Regions from separate parts of the Sus scrofa genome. Here regions 1 and 3 are each linked to region 2. Evidence: chromatin contacts called from public Hi-C data. All regions are on one chromosome and are shown on one strand. Each heading gives the region's core, a stretch centred on a gene start, on an enhancer-like site or on the middle of the called end of the contact. The rest is flanking DNA. Distances are from core to core; before and after follow the strand shown. Region 1 overlaps LOC106505250 (a long non-coding RNA gene). Region 2 holds the start of LOC102165571 (formin-like protein 3). Region 3 holds the start of SLC7A1 (solute carrier family 7 (cationic amino acid transporter, y+ system), member 1).

The links. Hi-C and Micro-C count contacts between places; a contact is called where the count stands out from the background.
Region 1: a Hi-C map of liver shows a contact between it and region 2, with 4 times the contacts expected there. The contact joins the enhancer-like site here to the promoter of LOC102165571 in region 2. A contact is called at or near these places in 3 of 5 promoter capture datasets (fetal skeletal muscle and liver), 9 of 47 Hi-C or Micro-C datasets (blood, embryonic fibroblasts, fetal heart ventricle and 5 more) and 2 of 2 datasets of contacts at active chromatin or transcription factors (alveolar macrophages and skeletal muscle).
Region 3: a Hi-C map of embryonic fibroblasts shows a contact between it and region 2, with 1.9 times the contacts expected there. The contact joins the promoter of SLC7A1 here to the promoter of LOC102165571 in region 2. A contact is called at or near these places in 1 of 47 Hi-C or Micro-C datasets (embryonic fibroblasts) and 1 of 2 datasets of contacts at active chromatin or transcription factors (alveolar macrophages).

Annotation. Positions count from the first base shown.
Region 1 is chr11:6,917,651-6,921,650 of Sscrofa11.1, forward strand. The region is part of intron 2 of LOC106505250 (a long non-coding RNA gene); the gene reads right to left. Among named protein-coding and RNA genes, the nearest start is that of KATNAL1, 140 kb to the right of the region's middle. Within about 2 kb of position 1,906, at least 2 of the 83 cell types and tissues checked have an H3K27ac peak or open chromatin away from gene starts, as enhancers often do. A contact at or near this core is called in liver, where this site is marked.
Region 2 is chr11:6,761,190-6,764,888 of Sscrofa11.1, forward strand. It overlaps LOC102165571 (formin-like protein 3), which reads left to right and starts at 1,955. Exons shown (of 2, transcript XM_005668309.3): 1 at 1,955-3,699. The coding sequence starts at 1,980. The coding sequence ends at 2,549. UBL3 (ubiquitin-like protein 3) reads right to left here and starts at 2,423. Exons shown (of 5, transcript XM_003130919.4): 1 at 1,293-2,423. The coding sequence starts at 1,319.
Region 3 is chr11:6,602,408-6,606,194 of Sscrofa11.1, forward strand. SLC7A1 (solute carrier family 7 (cationic amino acid transporter, y+ system), member 1) reads right to left here and starts at 2,247. Exons shown (of 13, transcript NM_001012613.1): 1 at 1,961-2,247.

The sequences.
Region 1 (4,000 bases), core at 656-3,155, 160 kb after region 2:
CTGGGGGGGCACTTCGGTATCTTTGGGGGAGCACAATTCAACCCATAGCAACATCCAGCACTGGCAAGGTTGGGATAAAACAGGTCTACTCAGGAGTTCTCGCCGTGGCTCAGTGGTTAACGAATCCGACTAGGAACCATGAGGTTGCGGGTTCGGTCCCTGCCCTTGCTCAGTGGGTTAAGGATCTGGCGTTGCCATGAGCTGTGGTGTAGGTTGCAGACGCAGCTCGGATCCCACGTTGCTGTGGCTCTGGCATAGGCCGGTGGCTACAGCTCCGATTCGACCCCCAGCCTGGGAACCTCCATAGGCCTCGGCAGCGGCCCAAGAAATGGCAAAAAGACAAAAACAAACGAACAAACAAAAAACCACGTCTGCTCATACAGTGATGTTTCTGGCAGTAACAAGAGCGCTAAAATGCAAGTTAAGTAACTGTAAAAGAACTATCAGGATGAACATCCTTTGGCCTCAGCTCTCACTCTCAGGAATGCTTCTGACACCTGCTGTGCTGGCCTAATCCGGGAGTGACCTTTTCCAGGGCCGTACGGATGTGAACAGAAAGGATTCGAAGCAAGAGCTCATAAAATTTTCTCTAGATCCAAGTCATTTACATCATATTTAAATATACTTCTATATCTTAGTCACCATTTATACCCTGCCAGCCCCGAAGGTTCATTTTCCACCACTGCTAGAAATTTAATGGGCAAGTCTGAAGAGATCTGTCTTCAAGAAATAATGCAACAGAAGCTGAAGCCACCAGGTACAAAGATGATTGTCGGAGCGTAATTGCCATTCCCCAACTGGAGACAAAGAAACTTTATTTATTCAGCTAATATTTACTGAGCACCTTTTATCTGTAGGGCATTCTGCTAGGGGCTGGGGACACAGGTACAAAATCTTTGTAGTCCCTGTTTGCAAAGAGCCCACATGCCCAACTGGTGAATGTTTTCATGAATTATATTAACATGTTGGCATAACATGCAGGCATTAAATGGTAATTAAGAAAGATGCATTTAAAATTCATAGAGATTAATTTAGAATGGCATTTACGCTATATTAGAGCTCTTTGAAATATGCATGCTTGTTGACTTTTGTCCATTTTGCGCACTTCTGTATGCCTGGCACATAATATATGCTCCATGAGAACATCTCGAACTCAATGAATGCACTGAAGAATGAAAGGTTTTAAGCAAAATCAAAAAATAAAAAGCAAAAACGAAGACCACTCTCATACTTGGGCAATGGAATCGTGACTACATTTTCCAAAATGTTCTTTGATACAGTTGTTACTATAGTTTGTTGAAAATAAGTCAATAAATTAAAAAAGAGAAGAGAATGAAATATACCAAGGGAATGAAAATTTTAAAGAAATTCAAAATAAAAAACTTGGAGTCTGGAGTTCCCTGGTGGCTCAGTGGCTTAAGGATCCAGTATTGTGCTGCTATAGCTCTAGTTAGTGCTGTGGCCCAGATTCAGTCCCTGGCCTGGGAAACTCTACATGCTGTGAGGGTGGCCAAAAAAAAAAAAAAAAAAAACTCTGAGCCTGGGATGTCCCCAGGGTTGAGAGGCTGTGAGCCATGGCTGTTCTTGTCTATTCTTCAATCTTGCCCAGGGTTCGAGGCAGCAGCCAAATGGGAGGCTATTGGTCTAAACCAAGAACATGAGAGGTGGCAAAGGAGGATCCTAGTGGCAAGAATTTCTCATCCTGTTTGCCAGATTCTCCCAACCAGCATTGCACCAGCTCTGGTCCCCTTTCTCTCCATGCGTTTCCAGAAAGAGTGCGACATGTTAGCCCACATTCGGGTGACTTCTGGATATCTTTAGAAAAGCTTATTTGTACAGAGTTCAGTCCAGAGGACAGAGTTCAGAGTTTTCTGAGACAGGAAAACAAGAGTTCTGCCTCTTTTGACAAACTACGTCCATGCAGATCAAACCCCAGGTGAACTCAGTGCCAGCTCCTCCCTCTCACTCCCCGCAACGTAACAGAAGCAGTCCGCTCCCAAACCTCATAGATTCCACCGAAAAATGTCTCGACTCCTTCCACACTCTCCACCCCGCAGCCCGGGTTGAGACAGGCCCAGAAACGCTTGCCTGGATTCCTGCAACGCCCCCTGCTGGTCTCATTGCTTTTCCCCTTGGCCTCCCTGATGCACGCTCTGCACAGTAGCCAGAGACCGTTTTAAAAACTCAACTCAGGTCATGTCGATCCTGCTTCCAGTCACCTTCAGTGATGCCCATTTCACTTAGGGCACCGTATAGAATCCATAACAAGGACTCCAAGGGCCCCCATGTCCTTGCCGGACCCTCCCTCACTTCACTGATGACATTGGCCTTCTTTCAAGACCCCAGTAAGTCAAGCTCTTTCATGCCTCAGGGCCTTTGCACATGCTCGTCTTCTTGCCTGCACTGTCCTCTCCACTCTCTGCCCGGTTAAGAGATACTCAGTTTTCAGCTCTCTGGAAAGTCATCTTTGAGGGGCCCCTTCTAACCTCTTCCTATAGGTTAGAGACCACTGCTATTTACTCAGCCCTTTCTTTTCATCCAATATTCTCGATAACAGACACTTGTCATTTATCTGTGTGATTATTTGCTATCGGTTTAACGTCTGTCTCTCCCATTAGCCCATCACTTCTAGGAGCACCAAGACCACGTCTTTTTTGCCCCTCGCTCTATCCCCACCCCGAGCCTAGCGAGGTGCCCAGGCCATGGTGAACCCTCAGCATGTGTCTACCAAACGAATGATCCAATGAACCAACCCTGTCATCACTTTAACCGTAAGAAATATTTCCTCGTTACGCCCTTCGTCTATTGAAGCCAAATTTATTCAAGAGTCACATAATGAAGAGTAACTGAAACACACAATAATGTGTTTGTTATCATGGACGATGTAGTCCAAGGACATACTTCTTGCTTTGACAGTTTATTTCTAGATGTAGAAGCATCGCAGGCAATCAGAGATGGCCCAGGGTGCCAGATAACGGATTGCCTTGGAAACGTCATTAAATACTTTATAAATTAGGCAATTTCAGGCTGTGAGGATACAGGCATACTCAGTTTGTCTCAGGAAATGGAAGTCTATCAGTTAGAATTCTTAATATTGTATGTGACAGAGGACCCATCTCAAAGCGCCTTAAACAACAGAGAGGATTTATTGCCTTCATAACGGAAAAGTCTGGAGACAAGGCTGTTTTTCATCAGGAGAGGCTTGATGCTGGGGCTTAGTGATGTCACCGGGGCCACTTCCTCTCTGCCTCTGATCTGCTCTCCACATGAGGCTTTGTCCTGAGGCTGCACCCCGCCACCTAGGTTCTCATTTCATGAAAGCAAAAGGGCTGCAGCTGTCCAGACCTCACGACCTCATTCCCACCCCACCCCCGAAATAGAGAAGAGAGCGCCTTTCTTCCAGAAGCTCCAGAGAAACTGACAGCTCAGCAGAAGCACAGGGCAAGCTGGTGCCTAAAGCCCACCCCAGCTCCTCCCCCACAGACTTAGTATATTTGGTAGATAGCCTGAGAATCTGTCATTTTTGATTTTTTTTGTTTTTATACAGAAAATGCTAATGGAAGAACCAAAATTGTTCCATCATTCCACCATCCAGAAGACACGTCTCAGAATTTTCCAGTAAAAGTAACCAATGCACAAAGTACGAAAATCCAATAATATAGAATGGAGGGGTAAAACTTCTCTTCCTGGAGTTCCTGTCCTGGTTCAGCAGAAATGAATCTGACTAGCAGCCAAAAGGACACAGGTTCGATCCCTGGCCTCGCTCAGTGGGTGAAGGATCCGGTGTTGCTGTGAGCTGTGGTGTAGCTCGCAGACACGGCTCAGATCCCGCGTTGCTGTGGCTGTGGTGTACGGTGGCGGCTGCAGCTCCGATTCAACCCCTAGCCTGGGAACCTCCATATGCCACAGGTGTGGCCCTAAAAAAAAAAAAAGACAAAAATAAATAAAGTAAAATAACTTCTCTTCCCATCCCTTCCCCCAAAGGTGTCACCACTGTTAT
Region 2 (3,699 bases), core at 705-3,204:
GGAAGGAAGGGAAAACTCTAAGGGCGAAGCTCGAGTTTTAACACTCGACTTGGGAAGGAGAGTTAAGGTGGCCGGGTGGCCACCCCAGAGACGGAACACTGTGGTTGCTTTGCATTTAAATAGCGCATTAAAAGGGAAATCAAACGCAAGCACAATGTCTTTAAACCAAGGTCAAAATGTGCCATTTAGAACCATTTAATTTTTTTTTTAATTTTACAGCCTGTAAATGAGGTTCAGTCCTTCGAAATATCTGACATTTTAAAATTTAGTCATCGGCAAAATTCAATTTTGTTTTTTCGCTGAAATACGAAAACACTCAAACGTTAAGTTAATGTAAGCGAGTACAACTATGTTAACTTTAATTCTTTCATAAACAAAACCATTCATCTTCCCATTAAGTGCATTAGGTTTGCCCCTAGGACGGCACAGGGTAATGTAACACTCCCACGAACCCACCTCCCAGCACTGTAAACCCACACGGTTCCTGTTAGTCGACAGTCTCCTAAGCTCAGCCTTTATAAGCAAAAAGAAACGCGTCAATCAACAAGAGTACTTTTTGTTTCCACTTCTCAACAGTGCAGGACCAAGGCTCAATCAATAATGTGTTTTACTAGCTTTTAAAAGTCCAATGATGTAATACTACTAAATACTCGGTACGAAGAGTCCTGGCACATTCATTACAAGTGGCAAAATCGAGTCAGCCTAGATTTGTGACAATTCCAAAACGTGTTCATATTTCTGCCTGCCATCCTTGTTCACCCAGACGTTTCAGAAAGCTCACAGCAAATCCTAATCGAGTCTTCCCTCGACCGGATACTGCGGCTGTGCTCTTGGAAATAGCAAGCTAGTACCCACTGCATTAACCACCCGTGTCACCGAGCCAAGATCCCCGTTTTCCTGGCCACCTCGGTATCTGTAGGGACATCCGTCCTCAGCGCTGCCCACGGCCACTGACGTTTTCAGAAGCTCCAAGACACCAGTGCTCAGAGACTGCTAGCAAAGAGGAAGAGCTCTTCGCCACTTCGAGCCACCTTGCTACATTTTCCCAACTTCTCCATCGTCTTTAATCATGTAGAAAACACAGCCCGACGAGAAAAACCGTATTAGAAGCAGTACTTCCCACACGAGGGCCAGCAGAACCCCCAACTTGGCCAAAGCCACGTCCCCGCACCGCGGCTTTTCAACCGTCCCCCGCCAGCAACCTTCACCCCACGCCTGCAGCCTTTCCGATTAAAAAAGATTGGAAACCACAAGTAAATCAAAGGGTGTCGTAACTCTTATCCTTCACTTACCATATCCGCCGGGACATTACTGGACATCTTGCCGTTTGAGATAGACCCAGATACTGGCGAAGAAAAAAAAAAAAAAAATCAAAAAAGACGAACCAAAAAGAGAAGTCTTCGGGCTACGGAAATCAACCTTCGGGATCCTGAACGGTTCGAGCTGTGCTTTCCAAAAAAAAATAAGTTCTCTCGGAGCCCAAGTGCCGGCCTGGCCGAGGTTCCGAGCGAAGAGGAACAGTCGCCGGGAGCCGAGCGGCCGGAGCGGGAGGGAACTCTCGGGGTGGCAGCGGCAGCCCCGCCGCCGTCGTCGTCGTCAGCAGCCGCCGCAGCAACAGCAGCCGCCCCAGGACCGGCCGCGCCAGGTGGACCGAGCCGAGTGACACACGGACATGGAGCGGGGTGGGAGGGGGTTAAATCGCCTGCCTCCTCTCCCAGCCCGGCAGTGATTCACACTTGCTCCCGAGTCAAGTCCTCATTAAGCAGGAGGCGAATGCCCCGGCGCCGAGGTACACAGATAACTATGTGGCTACACATGGACGCGTCCCCCGGCGGGCGGCGCGGGGAAACAGCTCAGCTCGCGCGGCCGGGGCTGCGAGCCGGGCCGCGGAAACCCGCGCTCAAGGGCATTTAACTCGTTGGGAGCCGCAGCGCAAGCCCGGGCCGGGCAGCCGAGCGGCGAACCGGGGGCGCGGGGAGATGAGGCGGGCTGGAGACCCCACGGCCCGTCGGGGCTCAGGCCGCGGGCGCCTCGGGGCAGCCGCGGGGCTCGGGGCGCATCGCCTCCGGCTTCTCGGCGCTCCTCTGCCGCCTCCGCCTCCCCCGTCTCCGCCTTCCCCTCCCCTCCCCGGCCTCGCGAGCTCCCCGCGACGCCGACTTCGGCTGGTCCCCGGAAGAGGCCGGGTCCTTCCTCTCAGCCCGGGAAGGGTTTCCTCTCAGAGCTCTGTCTCTCCGCCTCCTCCTCCACTTTTCAGTCCCCGGCGCCGCAGCCGCCCCCAGTCATCGGCCCTCAAGCCAACATGGCGGCGGCGGCGGCGGCGGCTGCCCGAGCGCGAGTCTGCGACTCGGAGAAAGCACGGGCCCCCTTCGCGGCCGCCGCCCCCGCCCTGGCCCTCACGCTCCCTCTCCCCCTCCCGCTCCGCGGACACTAAGTGCGTCACCACCAAGACCACCCTCGAGCATCACGGGAAGTGTAGTCTACGCGCTGAGGCCCCCGAACGCCTCCTCGCGGGACTCCGAAGCCACGCCTCTCTTAGCAACAGTTGCTAGGAGAGGAAAGCTCGCTTTAGCCGAGCGACTGCGCACGAGCTAGGTGATACCTGCTACTGGGAGTGCTGTGATCCTGCAAATTATTGGGGGAAAATCACTCTGCACAGAGAAATTCCTTCATGCACACTACACATGCAGAGTTAAAATATGGTTTACCTCCAAGCGGAATCATTCATTTTAACGACAGTACGCTCTCCACATCCTGCAATCTCAAAGCATTCTGTATAGTGATTTCATCTTGGTCTCTCCTCAACCAGACATTTGGAAGATCAGAAGCAATCATTGATTTCCAATAAGGTCATAGAAGTTCAACAACAGTAAGGATATCATTAAGCAGGGAGAATGTTTGAACATTGTTTCTTGAAGACCCAGGGCCATAAAGCTACAATCTAGTTAATTGAAATTACCAAAAACTGTATTAGATACAACAATATATGAACCCAAAACTGTATTACAAACAGTAGTTTCTAATCTCTATCAGGAAATAGCTACTACGAACCACATGGGGCTTACCAGGCTAGCCCTGAAATGCTATTTCAATTCAAAATGTAATTGAAAACGTCTACACCTGCCCGTGGTTAGCAAACAGCACAAAATAATACCATTTGTGAGAGAGCTAGATGCAGACAAGATCTCCCCCAGATTTAGGAACAGAACGCAGAGACCACAAATGTCTATCTGACTCTCCACTTACATCTCTCAGTGCTCCGAGTATTTTAGGCAGGGTTGCCTCAATAAGACACCTGTACAAAAATGCCAATGGATTTAGAGTCTGAAAGCCTCCTCTCTAACCGACAGCTCTGTGATTTCACCTGTAAAACAGTCTTGCCTACCTTCCAGGGGTAAAGTAGGGGCAGCTGCGAGGATGAGTTCATGCATGGAAAATAAATCACTTGGTAAATAATACTGCATCATCTGATGTGACACTTTACTACTGATTTATTCCTCAAACATGCCAGACACTCTGCTAGGCACTGGGAGTTTAAAAATGAGTAACCCAGGCGCTGTCCTCCATTGTCTAGGAGCCTCTGTCATTCCCCACGGCAATCGCTCCAGTCAGGTGTGTCTCATCAGGATGGCAACTCACAGGATGTGTCGTGTACCTGCCTCTTGAATAGTCTGGCTGGAGAAATCCCAAGCACTTCTTGGG
Region 3 (3,787 bases), core at 997-3,496, 160 kb before region 2:
CTTCTCAGCCCACGGGACCTGCCCTCAACTGGAACAGACAGGGGTGAGTGCCCCGGGCTGGAGGGGACAGCCACACAGAGCTACACCAGGGCCTGGCCCCCGGGACTCAGAGCCAGGTGGTAGGTGGACATCTCAGATGATGCCCTGGCCACACCACTCCAGGGTCAGAGGGAAATGTTTCTCTCCATAACAAGGGTGCACTTATTCCTGCTTCAAATTCCTCTCTGGGATTAATAAGCCAATACCTTCAAATACATAGTTAATAACGAGAGGGATTAATTGAATTAGACATAATGCTGGGCCCTCCAACATAATTACATATTTTTACTGGCCTTAGTAGAAAAGAAACTACAGACTAGAACAGCCGGTAAACATGTCTTTAATTCCATCAAAGAATGGAAGGTTCTATCAAATATAATTAACATGTGTCTTAAAATTCAAGCTCCCCGAGGCCAGCAATCCTGTCTTTCAAGCCCTTTTTCCTTTAAAGTAAACAATTATATGCGTAAGAGCACCCATGTGGCTCAATCCAGATTTAAACTGAGCACATGTCTGATCTCTATTAATTCTTGTCCTATATTTTTTAGTCAAAACTTTGATACCCTTTAAATTTTATCTATAATAATGAAATATGATCTTAATATATTAAACCTTTAAAAACCATTTTAATCAATTGCTGACTTTGTTCCCCAAAGTTCCTGACTCTGCGACTTAAGATCTTTTGTTTTAATGACAGAAGGGTTTGTTCATACAGAAATAATAATTTCCACTGAGACCAACTAAAAATATCAGGGGGATAAATGTATCATGGTTTCCTATTATTTTAACACAACAGTAAATGGCGAGACACGATTACGATAAATCCCAAATAAATTATAATTCAAATTAAACACAATTAGGAAATGCAGCCAGAGGCCAACATAACAGTTCTCCTGGTCACATTTTAAAGAGCTTATTTAGGGGGAAAAAAGGTGAGCTCTGGCAAGTGTATTTTTTCTGCCAGAAGGCACTTGTCCGGCTAGCCTAATCAAGTTACACAGGACTCTATCTGGTTCCCACAGCCACCAAAAAGGGGAAGGAGCGAAAATAGCACGCGGTAGTAGTACTACAGAGACTGCTGCTGTGTACACACAGGTTTTAGAATGACGGCGTGACCTGCCTGGCCTGGGGAGTTTTCTGCTACGTAGAAAGGAACACAGGGAAAATAGGTTGCCTTGGTGAAGCCGGAAGAACTTCGTTCCCCTCCAACCCATCTGGAAGTATTGAACCACCCAGCCTTTAAGGGCCCAATTGGGTCACAAGGAAGCCCACCCGGGCCGGGGGGGGAGGGGGGAACTTCCCTTAAATAACCCAGGGGAATGCAGATGAGAGGTGCAGGCCAGCCGGCCGCGTCCGGGGTCCAGGGAGGTGGGCGCCGCGGCCGGCGTGCGGCGTGGGCGGCGCCGGCCCGGCCGGCCACCTGCCGCAGGACCACCCTCCAGCCACCCGGCGGGCTTCCGACCCGCGGCCGATGACACATCGTGGACCTCGTGGCGGGGCGGGGTGCTCCGCTCCGCGCCATGTAAGGGAAGGTCTCCGGATGCCTGCCGGGCCCGTGCCTGCTCCCCGCCCCCTGCCCACCGCGACCACCCCTACGTCCCCGCGCCCGGGTGCCCGACAGGGAGCGCGGGGTCGGCATCCCCTAAGCGCCAGGTCGCCCACGTTTACTCACTTGGTGTTGCATCATGCACCACGCCGCGCCTTCAGGGAACCAAAATGGACTCCGTGGCAGAGACAACCGCATGGGCACCGGCCCGCGTGCGGCACCAGCCACCCGGCCCCCGCCCATCCAAAGGGATACCAACGCCCCTGCCCGGGACCCGCGCCGCCCTCCTGCGGCCCCACGCGGCGCCGGGATTCCCCCGCAAGGTGACCCGGAGCGGGGCAGCTGCCCCGGCGCCGGCGGAGGCCGGGCACTTACCCGGCTGGCTGGCGGGCGGCGGGATGCGGGCAAGACCCGGACTGGACCCACGCACGAGCGGCCGAACTGACGGACGTTCAGATGGAAGCGTGGCCGGACTGACGGACGCTCGGGCGGAGATGCGGCGCACGGGGAGCAGCAGCGCGAGTGGGAGCTCGGGTAACGGACGCCCGGCAGCCGCAGGCCCCGCTGGCAGCTGACTGGCCGATCACACCTGCCCGCGCCGACTGAATGGAGAGTCGAAGGCGGGCGGGATTCGGCGCCGGTTTCATCAGCCGCGCCCCGCGCCCCCGGCCGCCCCCGGCCCTCTTGCCCGCGTCACCGCCGGGCACCAATGGCAGCGCGGCGCGGTGGCGGCTCCGGCCCGGGCGGCGGGAGGGGTGGGGCGGGGGGCGGGGCGCGGCGTCTTCGCGCGCCCCGCGCCCCAACCTGGGATTCCCCCGCGGTGGGCGGTGCCTGCCGCCGCCGAGGCGGTCGCCCCGCCCATTTGTTGCCATTCTCTCCGCCAATCCCAGCGCGCCGCCCGACCGCATCCTCCGGTCCCCGCAGCTACCACCGCAGGCCCGGCCCTCGTGGCCCCTGGACGCCCTCCGGACCGGTGCTAGCCAGCGGCCAGTTTGCTTCTTAGACTAAGAGACGGGGGGGGGGCCGCTTCAAGGGTTGTTGTTTTTTTAATTATTATAAATCTTCGTTCTTTATCATTGGAATATTTTATTCCTCTTCCCTTATTTTCATAAATAACTTACCTTGCCCCTCTTCGGGAAGGGCCGGAAGCCTGAGCCTGCCTGTGCCCTGGCGGTAGGACGAGCACCTGGCTGGCGGGCAAGTCACAGCGACTACTTCCGGAGCTACTCCCCCAGAGGTGGCAGAAACTGTAGCAGGAGTCCACAGTGCTTATCTCACAGGCTCCGTCATTGCTGTCTCTCTTTGCTCCAAAAAACCAAGCAAGAACCACAGTCTTTAGAGATCCAGTAACCTGTGACATGAGAGGTAAGTAGGTGATAGATTAATCCTGCCAGCCTCCTCTGTAACTTTGTAGGAAAACAGGAAAAACGATAGCCCGTTGTCCACTCCTTTGAATCCCCTCCACACCTCCTGCCCGCTTCCGCACCCCTCAGATTTCCTTGGTCAGTGATGGGGGCTCATTGTCAGCCACTGGGTTTGGCACTCTTGGAATTACAGTAGCAGTTTGTAAAGCCTATAATTGCAGGGTGCTGGCTTCAGAAAACGTTTTAATGAACACACAGAAATGGGCTAGTATTTGCAAGACACTTTGAACAATGCTTGACCTTATAATAAAGAACTATATATGCCTTATTTTAAAACAATGAGTTTCAGCAGTATATCATTTCAACCGATGAATTGATGTTCTCAAGTTGCTTTCAGAAGGTCTCCTGTGGAGGCTTTTCCTGAACCCCACACAGCTTCCTCAACCCTCTGACCCAGCCAGCCGTCACAGTATCTCACCTTAGGAAGCCTGGTGTGATTCAAGGCCCACCAACTTCGTCTTTGCACTTGATCTGGATTTGAATCTGAATTCTACCACTTCAATCGCGGTGTGGTTTTCTGCAAGCTATTTCACCCTGTTGGGAGATTATAAATTTCATATTCTTATCAAAATATCCCTCAGTGCTCAAAATATGACTGCAGGATTTTCTTTAAAAGACTCTTGGAGGTAAAGTAGAGTGTGGTAGATTATAATGCTCTGCGTGGGCAACACGGAGAGGGAACACGGAGTTAATATCTGTAAATTCGGCCAGCAAGTGTTCCGAGCCCTGCTGGGCAGATGGGTAGAGCTTAACCAAGGAGGCTTTCAGCAGTCCCACC